7 separate regions of the Mus musculus genome follow, and regions 2, 3, 4, 5, 6 and 7 are each linked to region 1. The links are chromatin contacts, called in public Hi-C, HiChIP or PLAC-seq, Micro-C and promoter capture Hi-C maps. All regions are on one chromosome and are shown on one strand. Each heading gives the region's core, a stretch centred on a gene start, on an enhancer-like site or on the middle of the called end of the contact. The rest is flanking DNA. Distances are from core to core; before and after follow the strand shown.

Evidence for each region. Promoter capture Hi-C pulls out the DNA fragments that hold promoters and counts their contacts. A called contact is a pair of places that touch in the nucleus more often than the background predicts. HiChIP or PLAC-seq counts read pairs in DNA pulled down with a chosen protein or histone mark.
Region 2: a contact with region 1 is called in a Micro-C map of granulosa cells, with 4 times the contacts expected there. The contact joins two enhancer-like sites. A contact is called at or near these places in 8 of 484 Hi-C or Micro-C datasets (Sertoli cells, bone marrow-derived macrophages, embryonic fibroblasts and 5 more), 6 of 115 datasets of contacts at active chromatin or transcription factors (bone marrow-derived macrophages, embryonic stem cells, epiblast stem cells and 1 more) and 3 of 9 other capture datasets (embryonic stem cells, liver and pancreatic islet).
Region 3: an HNF4G HiChIP or PLAC-seq map of pancreatic cancer cells shows a contact between it and region 1. The contact joins the promoter of 4930444M15Rik here to the enhancer-like site in region 1. A contact is called at or near these places in 2 of 484 Hi-C or Micro-C datasets (bone marrow-derived macrophages and embryonic fibroblasts) and 8 of 115 datasets of contacts at active chromatin or transcription factors (craniofacial prominence, differentiating embryonic stem cells, embryonic basal ganglia and 4 more).
Region 4: a Micro-C map of granulosa cells shows a contact between it and region 1, with 4 times the contacts expected there. The contact joins two enhancer-like sites. A contact is called at or near these places in 4 of 484 Hi-C or Micro-C datasets (bone marrow-derived macrophages, granulosa cells and uterus) and 1 of 115 datasets of contacts at active chromatin or transcription factors (pancreatic cancer cells).
Region 5: a contact with region 1 is called in a Micro-C map of granulosa cells, with 4 times the contacts expected there. The contact joins two enhancer-like sites. A contact is called at or near these places in 3 of 484 Hi-C or Micro-C datasets (bone marrow-derived macrophages and granulosa cells) and 1 of 115 datasets of contacts at active chromatin or transcription factors (pancreatic cancer cells).
Region 6: a Hi-C map of epidermal suprabasal cells shows a contact between it and region 1, with 4 times the contacts expected there. The contact joins two enhancer-like sites. A contact is called at or near these places in 2 of 484 Hi-C or Micro-C datasets (cortical neurons and epidermal suprabasal cells) and 1 of 115 datasets of contacts at active chromatin or transcription factors (pancreatic cancer cells).
Region 7: a contact with region 1 is called in a promoter capture Hi-C map of the SN4741 cell line, with 2.4 times the contacts expected there. The contact joins the promoter of 1700105F02Rik here to the enhancer-like site in region 1. A contact is called at or near these places in 1 of 39 promoter capture datasets (the SN4741 cell line), 5 of 484 Hi-C or Micro-C datasets (Sertoli cells, adipose-derived mesenchymal stem cells, embryonic fibroblasts and 2 more) and 2 of 115 datasets of contacts at active chromatin or transcription factors (bone marrow-derived macrophages and pancreatic cancer cells).

The regions. Positions count from the first base shown.
Region 1 is chr14:76,949,841-76,953,775 of GRCm38.p6, reverse strand. No RefSeq gene overlaps it. Among named protein-coding and RNA genes, the nearest start is that of Lacc1, 85 kb to the left of the region's middle. Within about 2 kb of position 2,200, at least 100 of the 459 cell types and tissues checked have an H3K27ac peak or open chromatin away from gene starts, as enhancers often do. A contact at or near this core is called in the SN4741 cell line, Sertoli cells, embryonic fibroblasts and 5 more, where this site is marked.
Region 2 is chr14:76,476,975-76,480,909 of GRCm38.p6, reverse strand. The region is part of intron 1 of Tsc22d1 (TSC22 domain family, member 1); the gene reads right to left. Among named protein-coding and RNA genes, the nearest start is that of 4930444M15Rik, 42 kb to the left of the region's middle. Within about 2 kb of position 2,094, at least 96 of the 459 cell types and tissues checked have an H3K27ac peak or open chromatin away from gene starts, as enhancers often do. A contact at or near this core is called in embryonic fibroblasts, granulosa cells and muscle stem cells, where this site is marked.
Region 3 is chr14:76,518,829-76,522,763 of GRCm38.p6, reverse strand. It overlaps 4930444M15Rik (RIKEN cDNA 4930444M15 gene), which reads left to right and starts at 1,909. Exons shown (of 4, transcript NR_045660.1): 1 at 1,909-2,202; 2 at 2,599-2,910.
Region 4 is chr14:76,573,329-76,577,263 of GRCm38.p6, reverse strand. No RefSeq gene overlaps it. Among named protein-coding and RNA genes, the nearest start is that of Serp2, 19 kb to the right of the region's middle. Within about 2 kb of position 1,648, at least 4 of the 459 cell types and tissues checked have an H3K27ac peak or open chromatin away from gene starts, as enhancers often do. A contact at or near this core is called in granulosa cells, where this site is marked.
Region 5 is chr14:76,592,721-76,596,655 of GRCm38.p6, reverse strand. No RefSeq gene overlaps it. Among named protein-coding and RNA genes, the nearest start is that of Serp2, 38 kb to the right of the region's middle. Within about 2 kb of position 1,950, at least 31 of the 459 cell types and tissues checked have an H3K27ac peak or open chromatin away from gene starts, as enhancers often do. A contact at or near this core is called in granulosa cells and pancreatic cancer cells, where this site is marked.
Region 6 is chr14:76,650,330-76,654,264 of GRCm38.p6, reverse strand. The region is part of intron 2 of 1700105F02Rik (a long non-coding RNA gene); the gene reads left to right. Among named protein-coding and RNA genes, the nearest start is that of 1700108F19Rik, 25 kb to the left of the region's middle. Within about 2 kb of position 1,779, at least 27 of the 459 cell types and tissues checked have an H3K27ac peak or open chromatin away from gene starts, as enhancers often do. A contact at or near this core is called in epidermal suprabasal cells, where this site is marked.
Region 7 is chr14:76,675,763-76,679,697 of GRCm38.p6, reverse strand. It overlaps 1700105F02Rik (a long non-coding RNA gene), which reads left to right and starts at 2,113. Exons shown (of 3, transcript XR_383611.3): 1 at 2,113-2,408; 2 at 3,158-3,306. 1700108F19Rik (RIKEN cDNA 1700108F19 gene) reads right to left here and starts at 2,130. Exons shown (of 5, transcript NR_015485.1): 1 at 2,019-2,130; 2 at 1,319-1,460; 3 at 100-243.

The DNA.
Region 1 (3,935 bases), core at 951-3,450:
GTGGGAACGAGATGGGTGTACCCTAGAGGCAAATATTGTTTTCCCCTTGTGCCATTTACATAGTTTCAAGTAGAAACTATTTTATACAAAAATAAGGGGAATTAAGAAAAATTGGTGTGGTTAACAGTCAAGGATGCATGCTAGAGAATGAGGTAGTTGTGTAAGGAGTGTTTTTGATTTTATGCCTTTTAAGCTGAAGAATGGCCTGATAACTACAGGCTGCCCTTGTGAGGTAGAGTGGGTTTGTGGGTTGGATATTTGGCCTCTGTTCATATAAAAAGACTCTGACTGTGACTAGCATCAGTTGAAAATAAGCTGCAGAGCAAGCATCTTGGCAGTGGTACCCAAAACCTTCTATGGCTATGAAACAAGCTGTTCAGACACTTGGTCTGTCCTTTCAGCCCTGATGTCATCTCCCTCATGTGGCCTGGCATCCATTAAGCTTCCAAGGTAGAAACTAAGTCTGCTTCAGAGTCCTAAGCAAGCAATTGCATCAAGAGAAAAGGCAGATGCCTGTGGGGCCGGGCATGGCTGGCAGGGCCAGGGACGGGCTCCTTGATGTTTAGTTGGTGGCAGGATATACCCTGGGAGTTGTTAATTGAGGGTGGTTTTGATTGTCCTCAGTGGCACTGTCTTCCTGGCAACTGAACAGGGTCCTCTGAGTCATAAGGAAATCAAGTTTTCCTTCTGATGACTTTCAGGGAGCAATCTCCCTACTGGGCTCAGGTGGAAATGGCTTTGTGACTGATTGTCATTCCATCCACGGAATCTGAAGCAAATGATACAGAATAAGATAACTAAAGAGCTCCTTATGCCCCTCGCCCCCCGCCGCCCCCCCGTAACAGAATAGGCAGGCAACAAGGCTAAGCGCCAGTTCTATTATTGACTGGACTCTAGAACATCGAGACTAGGTCTAATGCCAATCACTGCATTAAAGTGAAGCAACCAGACCCAGAGTATAACCTACACCATTCTCAATTACAAGTTCCATACTCCACCCTGACACCTGACACCATATTACACCACAGCCACCAGAGCAGCAAGAATCCCCCATCTCTGCACTTCTGGTAAGACCCACCTTCTATTTCTAAATCAAACAGGAAGAATCTACGGGTCCCATCTTTTTCTGCCTTCATGGTAACTTTGGTCTGGACATTTTTTTATCTTCTCTGCTTTGGCCCCTTTATTCCTCTAACAATAACCACCTAAATCAGTCATCCTCTCAACAGGAAGTGAAATTATTGAGCACTAATGATGATCAAACATATGAAGCATGAGAAAAAAAGATTAACAAAAAGCTCTTGGTCCTATGTTGCCATGTAAGTTTAAATCCTTGAGTGGTGTTGGATAGTAAATGAAGAATCATAGTATAAATACAGAGCAGTAACTGTGATGGGGAGGTGGCAGAGAGGCATACAGTGTGATTACATCCACAGAGAGACATCTAGGAGGAAAGCCAACCAGGAAGACTTCACAGGGAACACAATGACTCCACCGAGCTGGGCTCTCAAGGATGGAAGAACCTGGAGTTCTTGGCAAATTGGTCTTTTCCCTTATGAGGCCATAACGCAATACCTCCTAAGTCAGACTAGAACCTGAGAAAGCAAGGATCCTGTCAAACACGAGGCTCTCGTTCAACAGGCTCATCTACCCATGTTGGCACACAGGGCCTCTTCATTAGAGAATAAAAAGACAAGTTTCACTAGACTAAAAAGACTGAGACAGGCGCTCTGCTACGGTTGCTGAAATGCTGCTTGATAATTATATAATATCACTGAGTCCTGTCCTGCCATAGAGAATTGTCAGTGACTTTCTTTAAACATTTTCCTCTGATGGCTTTTCTGTAGCTTCCCTACTAACGCCTACTTCCAATCACTTCTCCAAGAGTTCAAGGACATTTGGGGCTTTAAGGAGTAGCTATTTCCTTTCTCCTCACAAAGAAATCTGCTTTTAGCCCACAACTAGAATGGACTTGGCTATTTAATTCCAGTCCCAAAGGAACGCTGATGTGTAAGTATAATTGTCAGGTGACACATTCTGCTTTCTGGAACTCCCAGGATAGAACTTAACAGCAGTGAGCAAGGGGACAGTTTGGCATTTGTGGTTGGAGAGTCTGATTAACAAGCTCCTTTCTAGGGAACAAGGAGTGCCAGCTGCCTGGCACTGGCTACTGACGTTCTGTGAGGGACCTTGGCAGGGATATGTCGCAAACCTCCCTGCAGAATTCCCCAAGCTAAGAGAAGCTCATGAGTCACAAGTTAGACTGCTCTGGCAGGCTCCTCCTCTTCGAGGGAAACTTGTGTGGCTCAGGAATTATAAAAAGGAAAATAAAAAGCAGCTATAGATTGGGGAGGCAGTACAAGGATGTGTGAGTATAGAACGGGGGTTCCCAACATTCCTAATGCTATGACCCTTTAATGCAGTCCCTCATGTTGTGGTGACCCCCCCCCACATGAAATTATTTTTGTTGCTACTTCATAACTGTAATTTTGCTATTTTTATGAATTGTAATGTAAATATCTGTGTTTTCCAATGACCTTAGGTGAGCCCTATGAAAAGATCATTCAACCCCCAAAGGGTCTCGACCCACAAGTTGAGAACCACTGGAGTACAGAGATGGAACGGGATACAAATGTGTAGATGCTGAGTCCCTATTCCCAGGGAGAATGAATAAAGATCAAACTTTAGTTCAGACTGTTTAACATTTCTTGCAATTGATCAGTGAAGTCCAAGTCACACCCCAGTGCACTCACACATTAAACAGGGTTGATGGGTTGTCAAATAAATTAATGTGTGAAATAATCAGCTTAAGAACTTCACATGTAGGAGGAATTCAAATCATTGCAAAAACTAGTGGGGCTGGTTGATGTTGAACACAGGAAGAGAAAGTTTAACTGTATTTACCTAAACATACACACACACACACACAAATTTTGTTTAATTTTTCACATGTGCTGTTTCCTGTGATGTCACTGTGACTTTTCTTTGTCCACTTTGATGAATTTATTTAGTTTTTAATTTCTAGTGCAAACAAAACATGTTCATGAATAATTCAGAAGCTAGAAAGCAACAGAAGGGAAGAGAGAAGGTCACAGGGAAATTCTAACCCAGGTGAGTGTTCTTGAGAATGTTGTCCACGTCCCTGCAGGAACCTCTGTGTGTCTCTAGAATAGACAGTGATTTTTAGCTCCATACTTGTTACAAGGTAAAACGCTGTCATGGTGGAGTGAACGCATAGACACCCTTTGTTCCTTTTGCAACACAGCAAAGAACTCTTGTTCATTTAGTATGTCCTCGGTGTGCTTTATCTTTCAGATGATGGTTCAGTGAAGAATTTGCTCATGGAAGGGGGAAGATGGAGGTGGGGTGGCTCAGAGGGGTCTGACTCTTCTGCAAATGATAGTAAAGTTTTTGGTTGACAGTAGAGAAGGATGCTGAGGAGAGACCACCTATTATGATGTCGATAAGAGAGAACACAGGCTCTGTAGAGGTGTGCTGCTGTGGGTTAGGAATCACACATCCCTTCTCTGGTGTTTTCTGAAAGTTTGCTAACTTTTTGTTGTCAGGCTGTTTGTGTGATGCTACTAGATTGGACCACAGTGTCATGTGTGACTTCTTTGATTTACACATAAGTGGGAGTTTCTCAGTTTCATCACTATTTCATTCCTTTGGTCATACCTGTGTGATAGAACTTCTCTCAAGTCAACAAGTACAATGTACAAGGCCTGCTTCTGTAGACACACTGCATCTCCTGTAGGAATACCTCCTTTTAAAGAAACGAATCCCCCATTGGTAGACATCTTGTTTGTTTTTAATTGTCCTGAATACCTTTGCCTTTCTTTGACTCTGTATGTGATAAGCTCACTGAATAGATAAAGTCTAAATTTTAGTACATAATGCCAACAACAACAAAATCATGCTCTTCTATTGCATAA
Region 2 (3,935 bases), core at 845-3,344, 470 kb after region 1:
TCAGGGCTCTTAACCGCTGAGCCATCTCTCCAGCACCTATAAATTACATTAAGACTGGAAAAACATGCAAATAACTAATGGCAGGAACAACGTCAGTAGACAACTTGGCTACCGTACAGACTCACAAAACCACCACAGACCCGGAAGCAGGGAAGAGCGAAGCTTTGATGAACACTAATGTTCTGGTCCAGGAGACAGACGACTTACCCAATGCTGTGTCACCAGAACCACAAACTGCTTTGAACAGCCAAACTCAGTGTGAGCCACCCCCGTACTCCGTGTCATCTCCTCCAAACAAACTGTCTACACACGAGAGGCTCAAGGACTGCAGGAAAGACCCCTTAGCATACTTTAGATGAGACCTTACATCTACAGGACGCCTCTCCCAGCACCACGGTGTGTCACCTTGCCACAGTGGCCTGTGATAAATAAAACTCAAGACGTCACAGTGCCTTCCTCCCCTCAACCGATATGACAAAACCCCTGAGAGAAGGCAGGGCTGGCCTGCCACTGTGTGCTATTTAATTTTGCAGAAAGCAGCCATGTTCTATCACACTAGACTAGAGACCAGCACTTGGCATTATTAATAGGAAAACTAACGCAAATAAAGGAAAAAAAAAAAAAAAGCAAGATGGAATCAGGCAGCGTTTAACTGCCCAGGTGCATGCCCTTGCCAGGGCCTCTATCCCTTCCCTTCCACCCCTCACTGCTCCATCTTAGTCCTTAGTCTACGCAGTCACTGCTATCTAGAGGGTTTCCTGATAACAACCACACTACATTGTACCGTTTAAGACACCAGGAAAGCCTGGGATGAGGCTCAGAGAGCATTCCATCATAAAAGTTAAACTGTAAAGCTCTGCTATATAAAACAGTTAACATTTAACAGAAAAACTTTGATTTCTGCATAACCACGAGCTTGCTCTGCACGGAACCAAAGGGAACCTACAAACATACAAGCCTGCCACCTTGTGGAACACATGCAGAATTACAACCTCCGAGCTAAATGTACTAAAATATACTAGATATTAAAAAACAGTAATCAAGATAACATATCCATTCTAAAACATTAAATATTAGTGGAGAGGTCCACTAGCATTCATTCAACTGGTTGTTATTAATGTTTTATTTAGTGAAATCATTTGGAATCAAAACTAAAGTTTCTCTTTAGACATGAGCAGAATTGCTCCCGTAGATAGTGGAATAAACTTGGGGTCTCATCCCCTCTTAGTTACAATAGCCACCACCTATGCTTAATGAACACAACACGGCAACTCCACTGCCCACCAACAGCACCACTGGACCAATTTTACCCTATGAAGGAGAATTCCTATACAATCTTTACTATTTCATAATTAGACTGCAATGAGTCCAAACTCTCAGAAGAATCTACTCATTACTTCTTGATAACAAACTGCCACAAAAGAGCCTGGTCTAAAATAGCGAATAAAAGACAGAAAAAACCATTGACTTTTTCCGAGTACCTGCTGCAGTCATGGATTTTTCAGAAAGCAGTAGCCTTTGGGGAAACACAGCCTCCTTTGACGCTGAGGGTTAGCCGTGGCTCTTGTGAGAACATGGGCTGCCAGGTTACAGAAACTCCTTGTGAATGTGGCTCAGTGCGATCCACAGAGCTTCCGATGGCCCTGGGTCTGGTCCTTTCCGGGTTCCTATAACAGTCTGCGTGTCCACCTTGGGGAGGAAATAATCCTACGGCCTAAGGGACTGACAAACTCTTAGAACAGTGCTAATGTACTTCCTGCTTCCAAGGATTTAGTTATTAAACCTGGACAGGATGGACAAAAGCTACAGAGACAAAAATGGAGAATCTGTTCCAAACGTCTTTTTTTTCAGATAAGGATTCCATCTTTTGGCGAAGTGTTTTCCTTTGTTCTGTTTTGTTCTTCACAAACAACAAAACAAAACTTGTAGGCGAGAAGCAGGGAGATCATTACTTTTTTTTTCTGCTCTACAATTCCATCTGAAGGAAACTGGAAAACTGACTATCTCCAAATCTCCAGAGAAAGGCTTCTCTCTCCCGTTGTGAGCCAGCATTCCTCAGGATGAGTCAGCATTCCTCATGCTGAGTCAGAGTCTCCCCCCACCTTCCTGTCCGGCCCTTCAGCCCCTCAGCCCCTCAGCACCAATGGCATACAATGGTATATCTGTGTCTCTTTCCCTCTTACCCACACACACACAGCAAACATCTAAGCACCGGGTCTTAAGAACGAAAACATGAGGAGCCACAGTTACCCTCCGAGTATGGTATTAATAATTCAAAATGGTTTAAGCTCTGGTATCAAAGTTAAGAGCTAACTGTGCTATTCAACTCAATTTCTTTTCTCTCTTTCTCTTTCTCTTTCTCTTTCTCTTTCTCTCTCTCTCTCTCTCTCTCTCTCTCTCTCTCTCTCTCTCTCTCTCCCTCCCTCCCTCCCTCCCTCCCTCCCTCCCTCCCTCCCTTCCTTCCTTCCTTTCTTTCTTTCTAAAGTCTTACTCTGGGTGTGGTAGCACACACCTTTAGTCAAAGTGCTAGGGGTTTAGAGGCAGGTGGAGCTCTGTAATTTGAGGCCAGCCTGGTCTACATAGCAAGGAGAGCTAGACAGTGAGAGAGCCTGCCTTTAACAAAAAAAGGGGGGGAGGGGAGAAAGGGAGGGAGGGAGAGGAGGAGGAAAGAGGGAGGGAAGGTCTCACTGGATGGCACTTGCTGGTTGGGAACTCTATGGAGAACAAACTGTTCACATCTCCCTATCCCCCTGCCCCTGCTTCCAAGCTGCTGGACTTGCTCATGACCTTGTACCGTCACGCTAGGCTTTAGAAAGAATCTCATGTAATTTATCTGCCAACTGAAGCAAAAGACTCCTCTTGTCACCATCGCCATCCAGTCCTCCAAGTATTTTTAAAGTAGCTCTTAAGATTTCCTAACTAGGGCTGGCGAGATGGCTCAGTGGGTAAGAGCACTGACTGCTCTTCTGAAGATCCTGAGTTCAAATCTCAGCAACTACATGGTGGCTCACAACCACCCACAATAAGATCTGACACCCTCTTCTGGTGTGTCTGAAGACAGCTACAGTGTACTTATGTATAATAATAAATAATAAGTCTTTGGGCCATAGCAACCAGAGCAAGTGGGGTTGACCTAAAATTTCAATTCCCAACAGCCATATGAAGGATCACAACCATTTATACAGCTACAGTGTACTCATATATATGAAATTGTAATATCCAAAATAAATTCAAGACTACCCAGTACCTTCCCCCTTCAAAAGGACTTTCCAAACTGTACTAGCAGGCCAAGTACAGAGTCAGATAAAAAAGCTGGCTGACTAAACAAATATAGAAACATAGTTTTAACGGTCAAAATTACTAAGCTTCCAAAACAAGATTAACAATTCCTTTGTCCCGCCTCATACTAAAAACCTCAAGGACAGACAAAATGAGAGTCACCCTCCACAAACCAACCAGTATCTAAAAAGGTTATTGGCTACACCAATTAAAATAAGCCAGACTAAACTGGTGCCTATATCTGGCCCTTACAGAGTTATAAAAAGTGTGTCCTTTCTTTGTTCTGGGTCTCTCCTCCAGCCTGCGTGCTGAGAGGGGGTTCCCCAACCTGTTGGATAAGTAAATTCCTCATGCGTTTTGCAACGATGGCAATTTCTGTGGTCTTTGTGAGTGAGGGTCTTTTGATAAGCTACAACAAAATAAATAGATAATTAAAAAAAAAAAAGATTTCCTAACTAAGAAAAAGAAAACAAAATGGCTGAACTGGACTTAATGCCAACCTCCAAGAGGACAGCAGCCAACTGCCTCCCCAGGTAAAAACCAGTGTGTGGGGGAGTGGGGGTGGGGAGCCAGTTCATCCCTTACTAGAGCCACAGTTAGTACTCACAACGCTCTTATCTCTAGATCACAGTACAGGCTTCATGTATACAATGGTG
Region 3 (3,935 bases), core at 660-3,159, 430 kb after region 1:
TTGGTGATGAACAGCAGTATGGAAGTGTAAGCCGAATAAACCCTTTCCTCCCCAACTTGCTTCTTGGTCATGATGTTTGTGCAGGAATAGAAACCCTGACTAAGACAACAGGACACTAAGAAAATGTAAAGTTACAACTACTGTCTCCCATCTCTGGAAAAAAGCTCCACACATGGTTTAAGGGAAACTCAGAGCAGGATAGAGGAGCCTCTGGCTTGGATGTGTTTTACACTCTGAGCTACTTTGTGTTTGAGTCTTGTGTTACCTTTCTGTTACAAGACCTGGGATAACCACCTTGAAGAGAGAAGAGCTCTCTTTATGGCTCAGGGTTTTAGAGTTTCTATTGCATGATTGATTGGCACCTGTGCTTTGTGCCTGGGTTAAAGCAATACATGACTGAAGCAGGAAGCAGAGCTAATCTGCCCACCTGATGGTTAGGAGGCCGGAGGACTAGGTTCCTACGATCTCCTTCAAGGACATAGCTTCAATGACATAAGGACCTCCCAGTAGTCCCCAAAAGATCTCACCAGTCCCCGGTAGTTCACCCTGGGGGACAAAGCCTCAGAGTTGAAACTAGAGCTGGCATTTACTGTATATGGGTTAATATGGTCTCCTTCTGAGTGAGTTTGAATGTCTGTCCTAGCTCCCCATGTAGAGGAAAGTGTGGGTGTAGTAAGATGGAAATGAGAAAGGACTTGGCGGGGTGTGTGTCCTGCCGAGAGCCTAAGATACTTGCGGGAGGACAAATGTCACTAAGCTAGGCCATAACCATGGGCCTAGGTCAGATCATGAAAATCTTGAGCCAGGAGGTAACCATACAGATGTGTGTTAAGAATCACACCTGGGGGTGATACACATAAGATCTTCAGAAAGTTTGGCCCGAGAGTTCTGTGAACAAGGTTGGAAGGGTACAAGTCCCGGATGGAATAGAAGCTTGTGGGAGACACATGGGTATCAGAACTCAGCAAAGTGAATGAAGAAAGCGTGTAGAAGGAGCAACGGTTGGCTTGGGAGTGAATGTTTGGGACATGCAGAGGGTCTCATACTCCTTAGTCCCCCTGAAAGCATATACTCAGCTCCCCCACTTCTCTAGGAAGATAAAGAGGTACGCAATGGAACTCCATCTGAGCCAGCCCAAAGAAAGGCACCATGATACATTTTCGTGAACATAGCTGGGAGGCTCTAAGAATTTCCTAACCAAGCATTTTCCAATCCTGACTCATGTGCAGTTTAATTATCCCGCACCTTCCTGGAGATTAGTTCCAGGAACCCCTGCTCTAGTAGATAGCAGAGTCCATAGCTGCTTAAGTCTCTTACATAAAATGGCTTAGTGTTTTCTTATGATTCATTACATCTTCTCACATGTGCTAAAGGGTCTCTAGACCCTATCAAGCTTCACACAGTGCAAATACTATTCTGTTGTTGTACTTCATGGTTTATGGGATCATGACCCCCCCAAAAAATTATACATGTTCACCGTGGCTGCAATGCTTTGTCCAAATACATTCTGTTGTATTGGTTGATTGGGTCTGTGGGTAAGAACGCCATAGTTATGGAGTGGGGAGTTAAATGCACAGTTTTCTGTACTATAAATCTCTTTTCATGTAGGCTTGGGATTAGCCTTTAACAGACTTGGAGATGTAGCCACAAGGGAATAACTCTTTTTAGATGACCTCCAATTCAGAGTTTCATCATGAAGCATACCATGACTTCCTAAATCCCAGGTAATCCTGTGAATTCAAGGAGGTAGTTGTTGAAGATTCTGGAACAGATGATGGGAGGAGTTAAGAAGAAAACATGGTCCCACTGTTTCAAAGTACATTCCAAACTGGGAGTGGGGGAAGAGAGACTGGCGGTCACAATCACTGCCTGTGGAATGTTTGTGAGGGTTACCATGGCTTCCCGACATTCTGAAAGTGCTTAGCCTGAGAGGCCCCACATAATCTTCACAGTTCAGCGGTCTCTGAATTGTCACCATGTAACCTTCTTGCCTGTTATCTGTTTACTCTGGGGATGACTCATGACTAGTCACTAGCCCAGTAACTTTGTAACCTTTCCCCCGGAGAATGTGTCTGGATGTCACAGATCTGTGCCACCTTCAGCTTTCTCTTTTCAGGGCTCAACTTGCTTCCAACAATATCACTAGTTTTTATGAGTGTTATGTGAAGCCGCAATTAGACAACATCTCCTCATCTGCCCTAGGTAAATTGTCAGTAATTGACCTAGAGCTCACTGTTTTTCTCATCAGTGAATTCCCACCTTGTCTTCTACCTCGCCAGAGGTTTTCCCCAGGGAGCCCTGCCTTAGTAGCCGCCATTTTGGTTTCTCTTGGGTCACCATTTACTCAATCCAACACCTAGCTGCTACTGGGTGCTGTGTCCTCTATGAAGATGCATTGTGGGGGGGGGGGGTTCCAAGGGATGTGGCAACCTCCACTGAGAGAGAGAACCTTTCTGGTAATCAGCTGTGTGACTTTGAAGAGCCACCAGCTCCCTCTGAGCCTGCGCTAAGCTCTCTGTAATGTTGACTAGGGGGGGGGGGCAACAGATCTCCAGACAGCAAGCTCTCAGATCTAGTCCTCACACCCTGCCTCTTCAGCATGCAGGATGGGGTTCTGTCTTCTGCGTGGAGCATGATGGGTGAGAGGAAGCAGAGGCTGGAGAGATGGAGGACCCACAGTTTGAAAGGAGATGAACCCCACAGGACGCTTCCACAGAGTGATGCTGGCCAGCCCACCTTGGACCACAGGAAGCTCCCTAAGAAAAAGGTTGGGTGAATTGAGCAGAGAAACAGTTGTCTCAGCAGGGAAGAGCTCTCCTTCAGTTCTCCATGATCCAGAGAATGAGGATCTGTATGAGGGGCTTTGAGAGAGAAAGAGCCCGTGAGGATGAAGGCATCTGCTATAGTTAAGTAAGCCACTGACAAATTTTAAGCCAGAAAGGATGGCCTCAAGTGGGTTTTATTTTCTTCTTTCACTGGCCATTTGGAAGCCACTGGCCTAGCAGCCATTGTGGAACTGGGTATGTACGTAGGAGACTCATGTTCCCTTCTGTTCTCATTTTATCCCCTTCCCCAATGACCCGTGCTGTGCTCTGAATATCTCTTTATGCCCCAGTATATGTATTTGTGTATGTATAGTGTGTGTGTGTTATATAGCATAATAGATGCTACTTTAGCATATTTACTCTCATAGACCCTGAGATACACATTCAGAACCCTGTTTTGTGGAAGAAACCAAGGTTAACAGAAATCTACTAACTTGTCTTTTTAAAAAAGACATCTCATTCATTATGAGAAGTTGTTCAACTCCTCTCTTCCCCAACCTATTGTAAACATGAGGGTACCCACTAGCGCAGGTGTCCGTTGTAGTCACGGAGCTTGGGACCACCCATGAACTCTCAGAACCAGTTAGGAACAGAACCCAGGCCCCCAACTCCTGGACAGAGCACCTTTGTTCTGCCCTACCTCCAGCCCTGACTGTGTAGGCTCTGGGCCTGCTGCGGATGGAACCTTCTCTGCTGGCGTACAGACATCCCTTACAACCAGAGCCCTCATTGCTCTCTCAAGTCCAACCAAGTACTTGGAAACAGGCTTTCGTGCTAGATTTCCATCTAGCCAGAGAGTCAACATTACAGAGAGCTTAGTGCAGGCTCAGAGGGAGCTGGTGGCTCTTCAAAGTCACACAGCTGATTACCAGAAAGCTCCTCTCTCAGTGGAGGTTGCCACATCCCTTGGAAACCTACCCTGTGGTGCTTAGAGTGTGGCTCCGTTCATCTAAAAGTGCAGAGAGTACATTTCATTTGGCCTGCTTCTAAAACTAAGCTATTGACTGTATTTCAATAGAAGAGGTGAGAATTTATTTTTAAAAGATTTTGAACTACAGTCTTTAGTCATCAGTTGGCTCAGTAATAAACTGAGAGAACACTATTTTATTA
Region 4 (3,935 bases), core at 399-2,898, 380 kb after region 1:
ACTCTCCTCAGCCCTCGATGACCTGATGACAGACAGCAAATACTCTCCTGGAGCCCATAGCGAAGACCAACACTTAATAAACAGTCACACAAGCAAAGTGAAACTGATCCTCTGCCATATTGAATGCTGAGACGGAGACATGATACACATTCAGAGGTCTTGAAAGTTATGGCAATGATGTCATAGCAGAAAACATGAGACTCAGAGTCTATGGAACACTTGCTTTTACACTTTACTGTGCTAGCTTGCTTTCTGATACCGTGAGAAACATCACACCAAAAAGTGACTTGGAAAGGATTTATTTGGTGGACACATCCTAATGACAGTCAATCATTGAAAGTCTGGGCAAAAACTCAGTAGGAGCAGAGGTAGAAAACAAAGGAGTGCCCTCACTGGCTTGCTCAGCTTGTTTTCTTATACAACCAAGGACCACTTGCCCAGGGGTGACACACTGGGCTTGGCTCTCCTACATCACTCAAGAAAATGCCCCCAACAGACTTGCTCAGAAGCCAAAGGAATGGGGTCAATCCATCTGTCAGGGTCCCTCCTTTCCAGGTGACTCTAATGTGTGGCAAGTTGACCAAATAAATAAATAAATAAAATAAATAAATTAATTAATTAACCAGCATATGAAGAAAACAGCAAAAACAATAATTACAGGATCTCCAACCGAGTCTGGTAGTCAGTGACTTCAATCCATTCCTAGTATGTTCCCTACATTCTTGATTTCACAATAATTCTCCCATAGCAAAAAAGACTGTCTCCCGTCGGAACCTAAGCATGTTTTAAAAAGCATATGCTGCCGAGGAATGGAGAAGATGGTAGGAAAAACAGTGTCAAGAATGATGGAGAGTAATAACTGAAGGGTAAAAACTGACATGGTCATTTTGTTAGATATCCATGGGGCTCAAGTATCAGGAAAGCCACTTTGTAAACATTATAAACCCTCGAGGCAGCCAAGTAGCCAGGGCTCCAGCTGGAGGAGCTACAGCACCCAGGTCCCTCTCCAAGACCTTCCAAACTGCCATAACTGTCACAAAGGTCATCTCCAGCCCCTCAACAGGACCCTCCCCAGTTCATGCTAATTTTAAGTGAAAAGTCTGAACAAAAGCCACCAATCTCTGAGCACGAAAACTCACCAATCCCTGAACAGGAAAATCCACCAATCACTGAGCTCCCCAAGCTCAGGGCTGGAAATCCAACCAATCCCCATCGTGAACATCTCCACACTAGACCGTCCACCCCACAAGAACCCCTATGTATATAAGCCCTGCTCTTTGTCCAATTCATTGCTGCTGTCTGCTCTCTCTTGGGATTCTTCCCTTCTCTCTCCAATAAGTCTCTTTTATGAGATTTGCTACCTGGTGTGATTCAGTGGAAAAAGACAAGAAGCTGTTGTAGTTCGTCAAAAGACCCTTACTCAGAAAGACCACAAAGACCGCTGCCATCGCTGCAAAATGCATGAGGATCCAACATGTTGGGGACTCCCCTCCCAGCACGCAGGCCAGAGGAGAGACCAAGAACAAAGAAAGAACACACTTTTTATATCTTTGTAAGGGGCAGATTTGAGCAACAGGGTTCTCATTGGTGTAGCAAGTGACCCTTTCAGGCATTGGTTGGTTTGTATAGTGACTAACTGACCCTTTTGCTTGCCCCCCATGGTGGGTTATTATGATTTGGTTAGCAAGGTAATAGTACATTAACGTCACAGCTGTTAACGTCAAGGGAATTCTCGCACCAAGGTCAGGGTTGTTTGTGGTCTTTGTCGGAATTCAGTGTGGGGCAGGGGGCAGGAGAATTGCTAATCTTGTTATGGTTATTTCTCTGAGAACAGCTAATATTGTTTTGGTAGCTGCAGGCTTAATCATTTTGACCGCTAAAACTATGTTTTTACACTTGTTTAGTCAGCCAGCTTCCTTATCTGGCTCTGTACTTGGCCTGCTAGTACAGTTTGGAAAGTCCTTTTTGAAGGGGGAAGGTACTGGGTGGTCTTGAATTCATTTTGGGTATTACAAAGCTATGAAAAAACTTTGAAAGCTATGAAAAGGCTGAGGTTCCAGCTCAGCTGGGGATCCCCTCCCCTTGGGAGTTGTAACGCCTCAGCTGAGGAGGATTCCTCCCAGAGCTGTGTGGTTCCTGGTCCCCATATCTCAGGATGCCTTTCCTTGGGTCACTGTCTCACCTCAGACTTGTGTGCTTCCTGGGTGTCCGAGTCCCAGGACACCACCTCATCTGAGCAGAAAGGCTACTGAGCAGTAGGGCTGAAATCTGTGAAGTTTTGGATTCCATAGCACCTTCCATTTAGGAACATAGGTGATGCTAAAACATCTAAGTGGAAACATTTTATATATATACCCATATATTATACACACACATATATGCGTATGTGTATATATATATATGGATATAGAAATTTATAGTTAAGTCACTGTAGCCCTCTGTGGCCCCACATTTATTAGCTATTGAATAAGTCTCTAAGGTCGGTCTTGTCAACACTTCCAGTGCACCAGAGGCACTGTCAGCTGAGCCAGACTTCAAAACCTTGACACAGTCGTGGATTGTAGCTCAAGTAAGCATCTGCTCTCATTGCTCAGAGCCACCCTTCTGAGGAAGCTTTGCTCATGGGTGAGCACACAAAGCCTTCCTAGGTCATGGAGTTCTAGAGCTCACGGCTCTGAGTCCCAATGGAGTCTTCTTTCCACACTTCTGAAGCTGCCCCTCAAAGCACAAGAGCTCTGCTCTGAGAAGCCTAGAGGGAAAAAGGGGGGATTCCCCCGAGGTGCTGGGAAGACAGGAGAGGACCACGACAGAGGGATGAAAGAGAGGGGCTGGGGGGCAGCAAAGTGCAACCATGTATTCTTTCTGGTAAAAAGCCCCTGGAATTCTGGTTGGGTAAGGCAAATGCTGAGTCAAAGGTTCTTGTCCTTAAGGAGAGCATTAGGGAACAAGTCAGGCCTTACCGAGAGAGAAGAATTTTCCAATCAATGTACAGTGTCTGTTGGATGCTTGACTCAGAAAAAAAGAGTGGCAGAATTTCAGAAAAAGCCAAAAAAAAAAAAAAAAGACTTATTGAGTTGTCTACAAAGACTTCATAGAGCAAGCAGTGGTGACACATGTCTTTAATCCCAGCCCTTGGGAGGTAGAGGCAGGAAGAAGCCCTGTGAGAAAGAGGATAGCTTGGTCTACAGAGCTAGTTCCAGGACAGCCAAGGCCACACAGAGAAGCCCTAGCTCAAAAGCAAACAAACAAAAACAACAAGGACAACAACAACAACTTCAAGATGGGAGACACATTTATTTTTCTTACCTCTGTCTATGCAAAAATGAAGATAATGGCAAATGCCCCGACCTCAACACAGAGATGCCTATGGGAAAGACTCCTTCCAAAGCTTTGAAGAGACCCCAGAGGAACACACTCTGAAACCAGGCAGCCATTCCCCACCTTCCAAGAACTCACCTCCTTTTAGAATCAGCAGTTCCAGGCTCTAGGAAGCAGCAGCCATGTAACTTTCAGTATTGACACCATTTCTCCAAGTGCCTTCCTTAACCACTATAAAGAATTCACAAAAGGTGGGCCCTTAGCTAGGAACTCTCTGGGCTTTAAACCTCTCTGCACAGATCCAGCCATGTCAGAATGGGTGACTGAAAAGTTTTACACATCTCTTCCTTTGGGAAACAGAATCCCATTTCTGCTGTGGGGTGAGGGAGGGATTTATACGCAATTGGTTCAGGAGTTCCAATAGAGATGGGTGTGCATGGTGATGTCACAGCAATGTGTATGTCCAATGCCATCAGACTACATCCAATGGTGAGAAGCTGGAAGCAATCCCACTAAAATCAGGGACTAGACAAGGCTGTCCACTCTCTCCCTACCTATTCAACATTGTACTTGAAGTCCTAGCCAGAGCAATTAGACAACAAAAGGAGATCAAGGGG
Region 5 (3,935 bases), core at 701-3,200, 360 kb after region 1:
AGAAGACAGCTGGGTCTAGGAAGGGGATATCCTGGAAGGTTTGAGGTGACTTGATCCTGTTGCTAAGCAGGGAGTCGTGGAGGGCATTTATTGGAACTGCTGTCCCCAGCAGTAGGAAAATTGGAAGAACACATGCAGCTTGAGCAGAGTAATTTCAAGCAAGGGAGAAACAAACACCTGCCATTCAAAGTAAAGGACATGAGGAAGGAAGAATGGCAGGCTCTTTGAGATGTGTGGAGACTGTCAGGTACGAGTGGGGCATCCCAACTGGAGAGACCTCCGAGTCCTTTCTTCTCACCAGGATGTCATCTTCTAAAATCCAGAACTCAAAAATGCTACCATTGGCCGGGTGTGGTGACACACGCCTTTAAACCCAGCACTTGGGAGGCAGAGGCAGGTGGATTCCTGAGTTCGAGGCCAGCCTGATCTACAGAGTGAGTGAGTGAGTTCCAGGACAGCCAGGGCTACACAGAGAAACCCTGTCTCGGAAAACAAAAATGCTCCCATGGTGGCACACAAGAAACAGTTGTATCTGCTCTATAGCAAGGTTTGGGTTGTGCCCTCACTGGGTAGAGCTGTGTTTTATCCACCTCCTCTGCTTCCTATACTGGAATCTGAGCTTGAGAAGACAAAAACAGAGAAGAAGGGCAAGCAAGTTTCTCAGCTAATGTTCATAGCTATTTAGATCAAACACACAGTTACAGATTTTCTAATGGGAGTGGGGAAGGAGGAAAAAAGGGGGAGGAGAGGAGAGAGAGAGAGAGAGAGAGAGAGAGAGAGAGAGAGAGAGAGAATGGTCATTTCCCTAAAGAAAAAAATTGGAAGTGTTTAGAGGAAGGTGGGGTCCCAGGAACACTCACTGAATTCAAGTCTAAACACAGCCCCACCCACCACCACCTCAAATCCATGCTCACCCAGGTAGAGCATGTTTGCAGATCAAGCTGTGAAGGGTTGCCCCCATTATTTGCCACACAGCTGAAAATGTGGCGGTTGAACCGCAACTCCTAAGCTGGCAAAGCATTTAGACCTGTGCAGCTCCTGACAACAACCTTGGCTTCAAATACTGTGCAGAGTTGCCCCTCGAGCAAATATTTGCCCTGGTTATAGCTTTGCATTTACAATATGCCAGCTGTGTTTGGAAAACAGTCCCAGTTTTAGTCAGTGGCCTTGTAAAGGAGCCTTGTATGGACTCACAGAGCGCCCTTTGGGAGGCTCCGGGGTAGGCATTACCCACTTAACTGTGAGGACGCTGCTTTCTTTTCAAAGCTCCAAGCCCATGACTTCCTTAAAAACATAGTCCATTTATGAGAATGCCAGTAGTTACTTGGGTCTCTGGAAAGATCTTGGAGCGTTTAGTGTTGCTTTTCCACTTGGCTTTAATTTTTTTTTTAATTCCCACAAGTAGCCTGCTGTGTCCTGGCAAGGGAATAAGAAAGGGAGTAAGAGTGGCTATGAGCCAAGTAACAGCGTGCAAACTATTCCTGGCTCTGTAAAACCAAGGTTCAGAGGTTCAAATCCCAGCAGGATGGACAGACACTTTGGCTCCCACAGTTGGGAGGGAACTGGAGAGATTTGCCGGTGTCTACCTAAAGATGGCCCTCTGTGCTGTTCAGGAGTCAGTGACACTTTAATGAGAGATACACCCCTGTCTTTGGGAGCTGAGTTGGTTTATAGTAAAAGTGCACACACAGGTGAAATTTGTTCACTCCATTGCCCACTAGAGAATTTTGACCCTCCCTCTTCCTGTTTTCAACTTCATAATAATCGGTTTAACTTTCATTTGAAGTACAGTTTAGAGTTGTACCCATTTAAGGCGCTGTCTTAGGGCTTGTTGGCCTGGAGAAGTAACAAGAGAAGGCCAGAGTGACTAACAGCTCTTCTGTAAGCGGCTGTCCACATTCTTTGTTTGATATTATCCTTGACACCTCGACTTTGCTAGCTAACCTCCTTATCAGCGACCTGAGTCATCATATGATTGCCTTGCAAGAAAATAGGACTCTGAGCACCTGCTATCTCTTCCTGTCCAATGCTCTAAGAAATCATTTTATAAAAGGTCATCCAGGATAAATAGGCCTTCATCTGCAAGCGCAACAGCTGGTAAGAAGCCAACTACGCTAAGAAAAAAAAAGGATAATTTGCCTTAGAATTGGGAGAAACCTTGCTGTGCATCAGAACCTCTCCCATTTAAGCAGCTGGGAGGGCTGTATCTCTCCTAACAACACATCCATGTTAGCCCTGTAACCACATGCTAAGGGAGAAACAGAGCCCTTCTGGGTCCACCAAAACCCTATTGATGCCTGACCTCTTACAAGGTTTGTTGTTGTTGTTGTTGTTGTTGTTGTTTGGGTTTGTTTGTTTGTTTGTTGGGTTTTTTTGGGTTTTTGTTGTTGTTGTTGTTGTTTGTTTGTTTGTTCGAGAGTGTCCTGGAACTCACTCTGTAGACCAGGCTGGCCTCGAACTCAGAAATCTGCCTGCCTGTGCCTCTCAAGTGCTAGGATTAAAGGCGTGCGCCACCACCGCCCAGCCACAAGGTTTTCTTAATGTTCAATCACAACCATGTACCCGGTGTCAAACAAGCTCCTGGACGGCCTCCGTTAGCGCATTCACCTGGGTGCTAAACACGAAGATGGACTTTGGGCTGTTGCTCCCAGGAAACAGATTCCACGTGTAGATGAAGGTGAAGAGTAACGCAAGCCATGCAAAAGAAAGGGCAGGCTCTAAGTCCCACTTCTCTGAGGTTGGCAACTTCAGATCCTCAACAAAACTAGCATGCCAACTGTGTGGCCATGAGATACCGAAACTGATTGTTTTTAAAAAGCTATTGCGACATTTCCTTTTCTGGAAAGTTTGGAATCCTGTCTCTGAAGTAAAGAGCAGCTCTGGCTAAATACATGCAGCTTGAAGTTGTATGACCATCGAAGTAAACTAGACGTTTTCTTGGGAGTTGTTCAGAACACTACCCGGTTCCAAAACTCCAGGTCAGATAGGACTGACTTAGTCAAAATGCAACCTCTCTAGGCATGGATTAAAATTAAAATGTGTAGAAAGACAACAGGACTCTTGGTGGGATTTCTGTGCCTAAATTAACCTCCCTGACCTCTAGCATAAAAACAAAACAACAACAACAACAAACATGCTAATGGGGCTGGAGAGGTGGCTTAGGCAGAAAGCGCTTTCCTTGCAAGCATGAACACCTGAGTCCAATAACCCATACCCATGTGAGCAGCTGGGTATGCTGGCATGCACATTTAACCCCTAGTACTGGGGGGGGGGGAGATTTGTGGGGCTCAGTGGTAGACACCCTACCTTAATATGCAATCCTGGGATTCCAGGGAGTCTCTGCCTCAAAAAAACAAGGTTAGGCAGCTACTGAAGAACAATGCTGCAGTTGATCCCTGCCCTCTACAAACCTCCTCACCTACAGGCACAGCACTCATTCATGTACACACGCACACGTATGCACGCGTGCGTGCGCACAAAACAACTATTTTGGTTTTGCTTCCCAAAGAACGTGAATACTAAAGCGTGGTTTTAAATAAAGCACTTGGTCAAACGTGTTCTTCCTTCCTTTGGGAACATCCCTGAACCCTGCCCTCTGGGGCAGAAGCATCTCTCAGTCCCAGCGACACCTCCAAAGTCACAGGTTCTTCACGGTCGATGAGGAAAATGCGCTGGAGTTCCTTGCGAGTCTGTCTAGAAAACACTGCGGCAGCCTTCGTGGCACAAGCTCAGCGGTGCCTTGGCCAGTAGCCCATACTGAAGAAGTAGCAAAACCCTGGATGATGAAGCTTCTTAATTTTACACAGGAGTAGACCTTCACCGCCAGGTCTTCAAGTGATCATCCCACACTAGCAAGGCTCTCATCCTATCCGAGTGCTATTTGCTCTTTCACGCTAGAAGAGAAAGGAAGGCCAGCCAATGGGAGGCCACTTCAG
Region 6 (3,935 bases), core at 530-3,029, 300 kb after region 1:
GTTAAACACATTATCCTCCTATGGAGTCCCTCTGAAAATATTTTGAGTCATGTGTGTGTCATGAATGTTTGTATAAACATACACGTGTGTACATGTATGTATGTATACGGATGCATGTATAGGCCAAAGGCTGACACTGGGTCTTTCCCTCAATTGCCCTCTGTCGCTTTTAAAGAGTCTTTCACTGAACCTGGACCTCATCGGTTCAGTTTGGCCAGCTGGCCAGTGCCCTCTGGAGTCCCCTGTTTCAGTGCTTATAGCCCTGGGCTTACAATAACACACCATATCTAGCTTTAACAAAGGTGGTCCTCACAGTTGCATAGCAAGCACTTCACTGCTGACTAAACTATGTCTCTATTCCCTACCTCCTAGGCTAGAAGGGTTTGTGTGTGTGTTTGTTTGTTTGTTTGGTGGTAGTGGTGGTGGTGGTGATCTATGGAGAAGCATAGTAAGGGTTTTAGTTAGCTAGGTATTTTGTAAAGAACGGGTCTCATTCTGTAGTTCCAGACTATCCTGGAACTCATGAGTAACGCAGGGCAGCCTCAACCTCACAGAAACCCTCCTGCCTCAGCCTCTCATGTGTAAAGTCATAGAAGATTGAGTTGATTGGGGCTGACCTTCTGACAGCTTTGGGTGCCTCCTCTTCACTTTTCCTTAGGCCGCGCCGCTGTCCCAGTGTAGGACAGTCTGTGTAGATGTACGTGTCTTTCCTGATGAGACCAGAAGGTCATGGAGGACAAATCATCTATTTTTTTTTATTACATTGGAGCAGTTGATACCCTTGGAGGATATCTGCTAACTGAACAAGTATCAAGAGAGCATCCTGCCTCCATGACACAGGTCACAGTGGGCGAGCCAGAAAATAGCTCCCGCTTCCCATATCCTGAAAAGATGCATGGCTTTCCCCAAGAAAGTGTCTGGGCTCCCAAACTTCTACCCCAAGTTAGACTCATTTCCTTTTTTTTAAAAAAAATAATATTTTGAAATCTTCATACAATTTATTCTGGTTAAACTCACCCTCTCCCCCAATTCCTCCAAGTTCCGCCCTCCCTTCCTACCCATGCAATTTGTAATCTCTAAAAAAAAAACCGAAAAAACAAAAAACCACTAAATCCAATCAGCACTTCTATATACTCTTGGATGTGTGACCATCCATTAGAGTATGGTCAACCTACCAGAGACCACACCTTTAAAGAAAATGGACTCCCCTTGTGCCTGGTAGCTATCAATTGCCAATGGCTTCTCAGCTGGGGGTGAGCCTTCACGCTGACCTCCCACCAGCCTTGGCTCACACAGGGCAGGTGCACGCCCTTATCACTGCTGAGAGATGACGCAACTGCCTGCAGGGTCTGGAAAATCCGGTTTCCTTGCCTCTCTGACTATTATATTGCTTCTTCCCCCCTCTGCCACAATGATCCCTGAGCCTTAGGAAGAGATGATAACAACCCAGAGATTATCTATTATATTATTGAGAGTGATATGTGATTTAAAGACAAGCACGACGTCATCCATTAATCTCTGCAACTTGACCCAGTGCTGAGTCTGTGCTAATGTTTCTCTGATGAGGGCCAAGAAATGCAACTAAAATCTCCGGGTATAATGGTAAGTCACTGCAAGTCAGTTGAATAACATATCCATTTAGTAGATTAATAGTGGGTGGTTCTCCCCCTAGAGCCTATGACCTGTGCAGTCATGGGTTTCAACATGCCTGCTCCTCAGCAAGTGAATTCCTGTTCAAAGAACCCCCTCCCTGACTCAGGCAAGATCTCCATGGCAACAAGTGTGGCAAGGACTGCAACAGCGGACAAAAGGATGGCTGTGACAGCGAGCAGATGTGCAGAGCAAGTCTAGGGGACACAGATAAAAACAGAAAACAGGGGGTGACTGAGGGATTCCTGGTGTCACCATCTTGTCCTGGTTACTTTGTGTTGATGGACACACACCTAAATATATCTGGGCAAGAAAGAATCTCAAGTTAGGAATTACCTCTACAGATTGACCTGCGGGCAGGTCTGTGGGTTTTTTCTTTGTTAATAATTGATGTGGGAAGGCCCAGCACACTGTGGGTAGTGCCACCCCTGGGCAGGTGGTCCTGGGGTAGACCAGAAAGCAGGCTGAGAAAGGCAGTAAGCAGTATCCCTACATGGTCTTTGCTTCAGTTCCTACTTAGAGGTTCCTTACCTGAATGTCCTCAATAACGCAGCGATCAGGACATGTAAACCAAATAAACCTCCTCCTCCCCAACTTGCTTTTGGTCATGGACTTCATCGCACGAACAGAAAGCCAACCGAGATGCCATTTGAGCAGAACGATACTTGAGCATAAAATAAAACTAAGCATTATGCTGATATCACAGGTATTGATTTCTATACTTGAGACAAGCTGATCCTAAGGGACAAGGATGTGGAGAGCAGAAGATGGTCAGACGCATGTGGGAGAAGAGGCTCCGTGGCTGGCCTGACAATGACTCCATGAATATAAGCAAGAAACTACTATTCCTATTTACAGATTTCTGTGAATCTACGTTGAAAGCCAAAGGTGGAAAATCCTCAATGCAAGTCCAGTCATTCCCAATAAGTCATTTCACTTGTACCTGTAGTTGGAATTGAAGATCCCCAGGTCTACTTACAGATCGATCATGCCTCAGTCTCATCTAGGGAGATCTTTAACAAACTCAACAAACATACCAACACAAATGCAGGCACATCCTCTACATGCTGACGGCTCGAGTCCAACTTGAAGGACATTAGACACACATACTCAGGTTCTATGGAAACATTTCAAAGTTCACAAAGCCACATGCAGTGAATAACTAACTCCGTACGTCTTTGTGCTGAAGCTGACTCTGAACGTACTGTTGTGTACAATGCTGTCTTTTCCGAGTGTGTCTTGCCTACGCTACCCTGTCCGTGAAGTGACTCAATTCTCCCACTTCTTTCCTCAATTTAATTTGCTGCACCGCCTCCATTCCTACCAAGCTTCATGGTGTCATCAGCCCTTCCTGGGTGTGAACACGATCATAAATGTGGGTGCTGTGATTGTGCCTTGTAGTGCTGCTAAACTGATCATCTGCTTGTTGTGAAGGAGAGGCTACTATAAGATTACAACACTTTGCAGAGAGCTAGTGGGTCCTGGTTTGAGACACCTTCAATTAGGTCAGCCACCTACCCTGGTAGCATCCTCCTATCTGTCCAATTTCTCGTGGTTTGTTCTGAAGGAGAAACAAAGCTGTCACTGCCAGAAATCACGCGGCTCCTAGACCACCAGTCTTAGCTACGTAGGGGAAGGCACTTTTACAGCAAACTTCCCTCTATGCATCATGATGGAGGGATTCTTAGGAAGCCCAAAGTCAACAGATGACTTAACTCTGCTTCCAGCAAACCTTCCCCAGACCTTGCTCTGGTGACCACCACACTTGGCTGTCTCCAAGAGTCTTACAACTTGTAGACTGGTGTGAATGTGCTTAGTGTTATCGCCTATTTGAAAAGTGAATGACACACACACACACATATATACATTTACACACACACACACACACACACACATATATACATAATAACTGAAGACAGGCCAATTCTAAAATGATTTACTAATGAATGCTTTTTCTTACTTAGTATCTTAAGACTCTTGGAGACAGCCAAGTGTGGTGGTTTGTTGTTATAAGTTAAGTTGCTATGAACTTAGGCATATTTAATGGCTTCTCTCTGAATTGTTTGGGTTCTATGTTCTGAAGATTTGCTAAATCCCTGCTTGAGCCTGTAGAAAAATTGCCTCTAGGATTTGGTGGCACTTATTTCCTGCCCCCACCCCCACCCCCAGTGTATAATTTCATACTCCTTCTGTTCCAGGCATGGGTACAAAGCTGCACAAGGGGAAGATTTGAATGGACTTCACTAAGAAAGCCCCTTAGGAAGCCAAACAGTGCTTGACTCGCT
Region 7 (3,935 bases), core at 864-3,363, 270 kb after region 1:
CATTGCCCGGCTACAAGAAGTGGTTTCTTTTGTACCACCAATGACACCGTCTCAGAGCTCTATGGAATAGCACCTTCTTCCAAACTATTGCCAACTTACCTTGAGGCCAAAACCAGGCAGGATGTCCTGTACACGCTGATAGAAACTGCACACCATAGCCTTGGCCACTGATGCATCTGACTATTGACAATTCCACATTTTATGTAAGAAATCTGAGATGCTCTGTCAGACGCCAACAAGTTCCTCAGTAGAAAAGACAGAAAGTTAGCCACCTTACTTATCTATCGCCCTCGTGATCTGGAGGATCCATAATGACTTCAAGAATGTAACACATCCAGTCCTCAAAGAACCCTGGTGGGTGGTCAGGGTCCTAGGAGAACACAGCAGAGGTCTAAGATGAATATTAAAGTGAACAGTATATTTAGTCAGCAAAATCCCTCTGGGCATAGCTGGCAACCAGACTTCTACACTGAAGTCTACACTTTCTGTCACGATGACAACTACAGAAATGTTCACACGAGAAAGTGAAAGGCTCAAAATGCCTTTGTAAAAACTGTTCAGTTGTGAATTCTTCAAACCTCCTCCAAAGTCCACAAATAGTTGAGTGGTGGCTTCCTGGTTCCAGTTTGTCCTTCCTCGCTCTTATTGAATAAATCCATCAAACGCCCACCCTGCTCTGGGAAAGCATCCCTGCACAAACAATAGACCAGGCAGAGTCTTTGTAACACAAACCCAGCCTGCCCAGAAGGGAAAAAGCCAATTGAAAGACACAATGCAGGGGGTGATCTGGCAGGGACAATAGAGCATCCCGCTCTTGCCTTGAATTCCCCTGGTTTTGATGTCAGTGCCCAGGCCCTGGGCTCCTTCCTCAGTAAAATGCATAGATCTGAATCTTCGAGAGGTTGGTGGAAAGAGAAAGCATGACCCTGAGACAACTTCTGGGCCAGCGAGGGGCCAGCTGTCACTGCACAGCTGTGCTCTATGAGGTTACCCTGTGAGCACAAACCCTTCTAGGACAGCACCCTGGGGACAGCCCTGGCAGAACTAAGACATGAAGACTCAGAGAATTTGGCCTGGGTCTTTGATTTGCAGAACTGGATATTGAATCTTGGGACTCCTGTGTGCCAGCAAGAACTCTGTCATTAAACTATCATATCCCAGCTCTTTTTTACTTTTTTATTTTGAGGGATTGTCTCACTAAATTGCCCAGGCTGGCTCTAAACTTCCCCTATAGCCCAGGAAGGTCTTGAACTTTCATCCTCCTGCTTCAGCCTCCCAAGGCGTATGGTTACAGGCCTCCCACGTTCAGCAGCCTTACCTGGTTATTAAGCGGTAGGAAAACCTCCAAAGGAGGTCTGGTGGCAGTAGAAAGCATCTTGCAGTTTTGGAAGTTTGTGTATTTTTTCCCAAGTGATTGCAATAGTATGACCTCATCCATCTCCCTCTCCCTTACGCTCCACCTATGTGCTCTCAAAGAAAGACAGCCATTACTCCAGTGGTGGGCCTGGGGAGTCGGCAGTGAATCCCACCAGGCTGAGATGTCAGACCATCTCCACTACTGCCACTCAACTTGTCTGGATAGGGTGACCAGAGGCATGAGGCTAGCCATGGCCTGCACCACATCTACAGCTTCCTGGGATTCAGGATCTACCTGAGGCAGACTATGCTAATTGACCCAGAGAGCCAGGTCCCTCCCCCTTCTCACTCCTACTTCCAACTACAGAGGCTACAGCTTAATGGTTCCTTTCTTGAGGCTAGGTGATGACAGGTGAACCCTTATTCTGCCTATGAAATGGGATCAGAAGTCTCCCAAAGGCTTTCCTGAGAGAACAAGACGATCTTAGCTGCCACACCCCTTCTGTTTCTACCCTCAGTTTCTGTCTTGACTGTGCCCTGGGTGCACAACTCTCTTACAAAGGGGGAAATGTGACTTGGGGCTCACTGACTTCATAGCCCCTGCTCCCAACTCTGACTTTCCACACAGACAACAATCAACAGAAAGAAATGTGAGGCAGTACATAATAGAGACCAGAGCACTGGGCTCAGCTGCTCTTGCTGCATTCTAGTGGTCCAGCCTGGCCTCAGCTCATCAATCCCCTCGAGTCTTCTTCTCATTTGTGATCACGACTTGGGTAAAGGCTCTGAGGCACCCTCCAGTGTTCCAGTTCTATACTTAGGAATCTAGAATTTGAACATTCTCTAACTGGTTGCTAAGCCACTCTATGCCCAAAGCAAAGCTTCATCTAACAGACCAGGACCCTATGGAAACAGCCATCGAGTGACCCAAGGACGTCACCATTCTCCCCGCTGCTGTATAGCACTGTCCTGACACACCATGAACCCAAGTCCCTGTATCTTCTCAAGACATAACAAGACTCATTGTACACAGTGAAGAGACTCCATAGAAGGTAGGTCTGTGATACTGTCATCTAACTACATTCTCTGACCCATTTCTGTGGGTGCTCAAACTTCACTTGGTACGGGAGGAAGTCTTTTTTGTGACATCCAACTTTATGCTCTTTCAAAAACCCAAAGGCAACAACGGAGAAACAAAGGGGAAGGAGAAGCTCAGAACCACTGAGCAGGCCAGAGACAGCAGTTACACACACACACACACACACACACACACACATGCATGCCCCAGGCCGACCACCCTACACCCTGCCCTCCCAGCTCTGTGTATGACAATACAAAATAAGACACTAAAATCAGAAATATGTCCTCCTTTCCAGAACAGTCTGTGAATTGTCTGTTTCTTCTCATGGATGGTGGCACTGGTATTTGGCTCTGTGACCTCAGATGAAATGTCACCATCCAAACATCAGGAGAAGTCACAGAAAGATAGGAGAGCCAGCAAAGTAGGGAGTTGGTTTACTTTTCTCTCTTTTTTTTCTCTTTATTATCTGCTTTCAATTTTATAGCTCACTTTGTCCTGCCCTATTTTCTCTCTCCGTTTATTTATTTATTTATTTATTTATTTTTCTTGCATCTCCTTGATTTTCTGAGGCCTTAGGTTCTAGTGGGTCCTCTGAACTTTTGACGATACCTCATGTTTATCAGATGGAATCCTGTGCTACAACCTGCACAGGCTTTTCCAAATCAAAGGCGGCAGCCATGTCCTCCACTCAGTAATTTTCCATCTTGTTCACACTTCTAGGTTCAAACCTGGGCCTGGTTGTTTCCCGTAGCTTCAGATGGGGGAACTGCCAGGCAAGTGTAAGATGGTGGGATCACAGTGGATCTAGGCCTGCATGAAGTACTGGGAACAAAATGTCTCCACTCCCTCCTGAGATCTCTCCCACTACTGTAAGTAAGACACGGCCGTTACTCCTTTCAAGTCATCATCAAGTCTACCACCATATAACTTGCTTTTAGCTCAGCTGTTCCCTAGGGTCTGTTGTTTGATGGGAAGGTTTGTTATCACTGGGCACAAGTCAACTGTAAGAATCAACATGAGGAGGGAGGCTGGCACAGTGGTTACACGGCCAGGATTTGGGTAGCAACTGGATTCAGTCTTAATTCTCTCTCTCTCTCTCTCTCTCTCTCTCTCTCTCTCTCTGGCATCTCAGATATGTCTTTTTTTTTTCTTTCATTTCCTGAGCTGTTTAAGTAGCCAGTGCTAATGTGGGTTGTTAGTTTTGTAGGAACCTATAAATAATTTCCTTATTATATGCCTGCCATTTAAAGGTTCCTCAATAAATGCCAATAAAGAAACAAAAACTACTTCTTGAATACTTTTCAGAGCCAGGCATTCAGACTTGGCCAGCAAGAACATTAAACAACTTGGCCAAGGACATGAGGCTATTGAGAGACACATCCGAGGTAGGATTTGAACCCAGGTCTGTCTGATCTGAAGTCTTACATGAAGGCCTGTGTGGAGGGCACGGGGAAAGGGCAAGAAAACCACACTCAAGGAAGAGTCCTGGAAGGGCGCT